Linked DNA regions of Ovis aries: region 2 is linked to region 1. Evidence: chromatin contacts called from public Hi-C data. All regions are on one chromosome and are shown on one strand. The core of a region is the stretch at or near the end of the contact, and the rest is flanking DNA. Distances in the headings are between cores, read along the strand shown.

Evidence for each region. Hi-C and Micro-C count contacts between places; a contact is called where the count stands out from the background.
Region 2: a Hi-C map of liver shows a contact between it and region 1, with 4 times the contacts expected there. The contact joins two enhancer-like sites. A contact is called at or near these places in 10 of 16 Hi-C or Micro-C datasets (blood, hypothalamus, liver and 5 more).

Annotation. Positions count from the first base shown.
Region 1 is chr13:77,745,992-77,749,294 of ARS-UI_Ramb_v3.0, forward strand. No RefSeq gene overlaps it. Among named protein-coding and RNA genes, the nearest start is that of B4GALT5, 91 kb to the right of the region's middle. Within about 2 kb of position 1,635, at least 35 of the 54 cell types and tissues checked have an H3K27ac peak or open chromatin away from gene starts, as enhancers often do. A contact at or near this core is called in liver, where this site is marked.
Region 2 is chr13:77,949,949-77,953,147 of ARS-UI_Ramb_v3.0, forward strand. It overlaps SLC9A8 (solute carrier family 9 member A8), which reads left to right. Exons shown (of 16, transcript XM_012189330.5): 5 at 322-405. Among named protein-coding and RNA genes, the nearest start is that of SLC9A8, 28 kb to the left of the region's middle. Within about 2 kb of position 1,578, at least 3 of the 54 cell types and tissues checked have an H3K27ac peak or open chromatin away from gene starts, as enhancers often do. A contact at or near this core is called in liver, where this site is marked.

The DNA of each region.
Region 1 (3,303 bases), core at 385-2,884:
TCCCCCAAAGGTCCCTGACTTCACCCAAGAATAGTAAAGAATCTGCCTGCAATCCGGGGCTGCTGCTGCTGCTGCTAAGTCGCTTCAGTCGTGTCCAACTCTATGCGACCCCAGAGACGGCAGCCCACTAGGCTCCCCCGTCCCTGGGACTCGCCAGGCAAGAACACTGGAGTGGGCTGCCATTTCCTTCTCCAGTGCATGAAAGTGAAAAGTGAAAGTGAAGTCGCTCAGTTGTGTCCAACTACTAGTGACCCCATGAACTGCAGCCCACCAGGCTCCTCCATCCATGGGATTTTCCAGGCAAGAGTACTGGAGTGGGGTGCCATTGGGGCACCCAGGTTCAATCCCTGGGTTGGGAAGATCCCCTGGAGAAGGGAATGGCTACCCACTTCAGGATTCCTGCCTGGAGAATCCCACGGACAGAGGAGCCTGGCGGGCTACACTCCATGGGGTTGCAAAGAGTCGGACACAACTGAGCAACTAACACTGCACCCTCAGAGCTGGATGGAAGGAAGTCACCTCGCCACCTTTGAGGGACAGGTCCTGCTTCTGCCACTGTGGAAGCCTCAGTTTCTTCACCCATAAACCAGGGCAGGAGAGCTTGTCTAATAGTGCATGGCAAACAGGAGGCCCTCCTCAATCGTCAGTGTCCTTCTCTCAACACGGGATTTAAGGAGCACCTACTGCGCAGAGGACTCTTAGGAGACTGAGACTCGGAGCCGTTCCCTTTGGGGTGGACAGGGGAGGGGGATGAAGGCCAGGAATGGGGTCTGAGGTACAGGACTGCCCCCTTATTAAGCACCCACTGGGCACCACACTGTTGTAAACCCTTGTGGAGGAATGCACCTCATGCTTTCAGAATGCAGTGAGGAGGGTACTGTTTTTATTCTTAGGAAGCCGAGGCCCAGAGAGGTTAATGAGCCTGATCAAGGTCACACAGCCTTGGTGATGGAGGTGAGATTAAAACCCACAAAGTTCCAAGTGCCAGACGGGAAAGGTTGGGCAGATCCATCCCCGTCCATTCATTCAACAAGTGTTTGTTGCACACCTACTGTGTACCAGGCCTGGGGCTGAGTGCCAGAGAGAGACCAGTGAACAAACAGATAGCTCCTGCCCCCAGGGAGCTGTTCACCTAGAGGAGATGGGCAAGATAAATAAGCCACTTGGTGATTCTCATTGTATATAAAAAAAAAATAAGAGTGAGAAGGAGGGGAAAGCAGGCTGCAGTGTGTTTTGACTTTCAGTAGGAGGGCAGGGGCCGTTGGAGCCATCTAGGGACTTTGGTTTTTTCTGTGAATGAGAAGTGGGAGCCATGTTCTGAGCAGGAGATGGGCTGGGGATGACCGACTCCCTGAGCTTCTGGGGCAGGCTCAGGGAGTGGGGATGTGGAGTCTGAGCTCATCGGAATAAAATATCCTGCATTGACCTGGCACACTGCGAGTCACCGGCAAGCACTGCACGGATGTTATTGGTGTCACTGTGGCAGGGAGACTCAGCGCCTCCGGAAGCTGGTGCAGTGTGTCATGAGACCACCAGGTGGCACCAGCGCACAGCAGGCAGACCCGAGGCTGCCCTCGGCGGACACAGTCGGCTCCGCCCTCCCCGCTCAGGCCAGCCTCTCTCAGCTAGCCACGTCTGAACAGGGCCTCTGTGATCAGAGGTGTCCGGAGCATTGAGGCATCTCTGGCCTCCGCTCACTCGTCAGCCGCATACCCTCACTCCCTAGTGAAAGTGAAAGTTGTGTCCGACTCTTTGCGACCCCATGGACTATACGGTCCATGGAATTCTCCAGGCTAGAATAGTGGAGTGGGTAGCCTTTCCCTTCTCCAGGGGATCTTCCCTACCCAGGGATCGAATCCAGGTCTCCTGCATTGCAGGCGGATTCTTTACTAGCTGAGCCACAAGGGAATATTAACTCCCTTGTGTGACCACCAAAATTGTCTTCAGACATTGCCAGGTCATGCCCTAGAGGGAAAAATCTAGCCCTGCCCTTCGCTTAGCCACTCTGCGCGGGACACACTGGCCTCCTCGAAGCTCCTCCCACTCATCTGCATATCCCTGCCTCCGAACCCTTGCACTTGCTGTTTCCCCCCAGATATTGGCAGGGCTGCTCCATTCCTTCCAGTCTCTGCTCAGCTATCACCACCTCAGAGACTCCCTGTTCCAGACACTCTCTACCCAATTGCCTGAGTATTTTTACCCCATGTATCACTAGCAGAAAAGATTTTATCAAAATGTTAATTTCTTTGCATAGTGAATCCCTGCCCTCTTAGAGCGCATGTTCTGGTGAGCCAGATGGTCAGGAAGGGCCTCTCTTTGGAATGGTGGCTTTGAGTTGTGACTTGAAGGATGAGAAGGGGCTGGTTCCTGACAGAGGCAAAAGCATTTGCAAAGACCCCTGGGGCGCTGCTCAGGCCCAAGTGCCTGACTTCAAGTAGGCCTGTCTGCTCATTTGGGGGGTGGGCTCCTGGGCCAGGCACAGCTGCTGGCTAGGAGCCCCTGAGTCATCAGGAAGCTGTGTCGTGTAGACAGGGGCTGGGCTAAACCTGCCACACAAAGGCTCATTCGTGACCAGATGGGAAAGACCTGGGGCAACCCAAGAGGGCGGCTCCCTCTTGTCAGCTCCCAGGAAGCACTGGCTGGCAACATTTGAAAGTCAGGAGCTTCCCAGGAGAGTCAAGTTTCCCCGGGTTGGGGAGAGAAACGCGTGCGGCCCGGTCACCTGGACACATGGGGCAGTCATGTGAAGGGTTTGAGGTCCCATGGCCGCATTGTAAGTCCAGCCCCTGCACCCCGCCCCCAGCTGAGTGACCTTGGCCACATCATCCCACTCTCCGAGCTTCAGTTCCCTCACCTCTAACATGGGGTGAAACCACCAGGACTTCCCTGCTGGTCCAGTGGCTAAGACTCCGAGCTCTTAATGCAGGGGGCTTGGGTTCCATCCCTGGTCAGAGAACTAGATCTCGCACGCCGCAACTAAGAGTTTGAATGCCGCCGCTATGACCCGGTGCAAACAGACAGATGAATAAAACAGGGTGAAAACAGGACTGACCTTACAGGGAGGCGCCCGTGGCCTGGGTGTAGACAGCAGGAGGCCAGCCACGGTAGGACTAAGTATGAAGACCAGTAGGGGAGCATGGTTTTCCGGATCAGACAGCCTGGGTTTGACCCAGATCTCCGGCTTTCCAGCCGGGGGCAAGTGTGACCACCCTGCTCCTTGCCTCAGTTTCCCCACCTGCAGCACCGGGAGAATGAAAGCAGCACACAGGACGACTGACTGTGGAGTCTCCAAGATGGGGGCTG
Region 2 (3,199 bases), core at 328-2,827, 200 kb after region 1:
TTTCTATATTAAAATTAATTTACTTTCCTTAGTAGAATGAAGAGCCTACTGCTGTACATTTGGAAGCAGTTCATTCCGCTGTTTATTTTTCTGGGCACCTTTAAAAATCATTTGTTCTACATTTTTACACATAGGTTTTCTTTTGAGGTCTTTGTTTGTTTGTTTTGTCACTGCTTTTGTTTGCTTTTATCATCAGGTGGCGATTTAAACTTTGTATGTTTCCACTGGGCCAGGTTCCAAGAGAAGAATGACTTTGGCTCTTCACTGATGGATTTATTTCTTAATCCCATGCCTCTGAAAATACCCATTTTATGTTTACAGGAGGAAGAAATGTTTCGTCCAAATATGTTTTTCCTCCTCTTGCTTCCACCTATTATATTTGAGTCAGGATATTCGTTGCACAAGGTAAGACTTGGGCACGCATTAGTGCTTTTGGTCTGGGTGACTCCCTGTGTTTCCTTAGAAGCTTGGGTGTTAATTTAGCAGCGGTGGCTCTGTGTGAACAGCCTGGGATATGAGGTGGAAGCTGGACCATCATGCCTGACTTGTGAAGAGGAGCAGACACGATCAGTGGGCTGCTTTCGTGGTTTCAGGCAGTGTGGCTTACTAGTGCTTTCCTTAGAGGGGTCCTTTGCTTAGAGGTGACCAAAGTGATCTTTTTAGAAATATGTGTTTATTTGGCTGCGCCAGCCCTTAGTTGCTGCACGCGGGATTGTCATTGTGGCACATGGGTCTCTCGTGACGGTGCACGGGCTTCTTTCTAGTTGACGCTCAGTAGTTGCAGCACAAAGACTTAGTTACCCTGAGGTCTATGGGATCTTGGCTCCCCGAGCAGGGATCGAACCCACATCCCCTGCATTGGAAGGTGTATTTCTATACACTGGACCACCAGAAAAGTCTCCCAAAGTGATTTTAATGCACGTGGCTGTTATACTGACTCCTCTTGGAGGTAGAATGACCCATGTTAAAAAGTCAGACTGTGTCCTGCGATGATAGGACGGGTGCCCCGGGCCTGCTGATTCTCTCCCACTCCTGTTTCTCCCTCTCTCCCTCCTTGGGCCCACCCACCCTTCAGACACCCGACTTAAGCCCCCCGACTTAAGCCCCGTCCCCGTTCCTTCCCAGCCCCTCCCTGGCCCTGCTTCTCCTCTCCAGAGGAGAGCGCTACCTTCCCCCGAGGCTTCCAGCTCCTTCTGGCCCATCGCTGACTCCCACAGTTACTCTGCCCATTCTTGGCTCCTGACCCTGCAGCGCAGCGTCTGGCCCTGCCCGGTTCTCTGCTTTGGTCTGACATTTCTGGTCTCTGTCCTCGAGCTTCCGTGGGGCTCTTTCTGCCTGGGCAGGAGCTTCTCACTTTGTGTACCCTAGGCTTTTCTTTGTGAGTTCTTTTAAAATATTCGTGTATTTAAGTTTTGAAATAAGAAGGTGATTCAACTTAAAATACTAGTGTACAACAGTTATTTTGTAAATGTGATTTTTAAAAAATTTGAGGGTTGGAAGGACTTGAGGTTTGGCCTGTCCTTGGAGAGGGGAAGAGCCTGGATTTTGGACCCAGAGACCCGTGTCTAGTCATGTGCTGCCCTCTATGGGTTCCTTTTGAGTAGTGCCTGTGTGCTAAGTTGCTTCAGTCGTATCCGACTGCGACTCTGTGGACTGTAGCCCGCCAGGCTCCTCTGTCCATGGGATTCTCCAGGCAAGAATACTGGAGTGGGTTGTCATCCTGGAGATATCCAGGAGATAATCCTAACCCAGAGATCAAGCCCACGGCTCCTGCGGCTCCTGCACTGCCGGTGGATTCTTTGCTGCTGAGCCACAGGGGATGCCCCGTTTTGAGTAGAGTAGAAATTTTAAAATAACAAACAAAAAGATCCCCAAAACCCTACCTCCTAGGTTGCTTTGAGATTTACATTAGATGAAAGAATGTCAGCAACTCACCACTCACCACATTAAATAATTGGTAGTGCTTCTTGTATTATCTGTTATAACCTGACTGACTATTTGGAGAAGGAAATGGCAACCCAGTCCCGTATTCTTCCCTGGGAAATCCTATAGACAGAGGAGCCTGGCGAGCTTCAATCCAGGAAATCAAAAAGAATCAGAGCCTCTAGGCAATGTTATTATCAATAAGAATTTAATAGGGGATACATTTATGCATACAGCTGTTTCCCTTCGTTCAGCAGAGACTAACACAACATTGTAAAGCAATTATACTCCAATTAAAAATAAAAATTAAATAATGTTTATAACATAATAAACTTGAGAATTAAATTTGTCATGAGAGTTTTGGTAAAAACATACAAATTAAATCTTTAGTTTTCCTCCTGAATAGTAAAGCAGAATTAAGATGTTCAGTACAGATTTTTTTAGTTACCATTTTACTGTGTATTAACCAAAAGAAAAAAAATCCTATATCTTATAAAACTGACGTCAGATAATTGTTAGAAAAACAAGCAAGAAAGATTTGAAGGTCAGTGTCTTTTACTGTTTAATTTTGTGGACAAATCTTGGAAGAACTGAGAGCAGAATGTGAGAATACTTCACAACAGTAGTGAAGAAAGCAGTGTGCATATTATGTTCTTTTTAGTGTGCTGCTCGGTGTGTGGGATTTTAGTTTCCTGACCAGGGATTGAACCTGAGCCCTCGGCAGTGAGACATGGAGTCCTAACCGCTGAACTGGAACTCCCGAAAATGATTGTTTGATTTAAAAACATGACACTGGTTATTATATTAGCACATGTAAAGTTTTTATCTTCTAATTTTTTTGGAGTAGAGGGAAATAAACTTACTCAGAATTTGAGGAAAATAGTTTCTTGAGAGAAAAATTCTTTGAAGCTGACTTTCCAGCAGAAAATGTGACAGTTTATGTGAAAGGGACTAATGTGAGTTGAAAGTGAATTTAGAGACTTCTGTCCACTGCCTGCACTTTTCCCTAAAGAACAGGAAGCTGACTTTGTTTTATTTTAATATTGCTGTATTTGCCGGTGTGAATTTGGGTTTGGACTAAAAATCTCCATACAGTTATCATCGGTTGATATGCATTAGGTAGGCAGCTATTTAGTATCATATAAAGAATAGAACATTAATTATATCAGAAAGAAGCAGATGAATTTGCCTTATGTAGCAAAGGGAAGTTTTTATAGTGGGGTAAATTGAATTTTGTTAAATTTTCAATATCCAGATTAATATTAGCCAACTACAT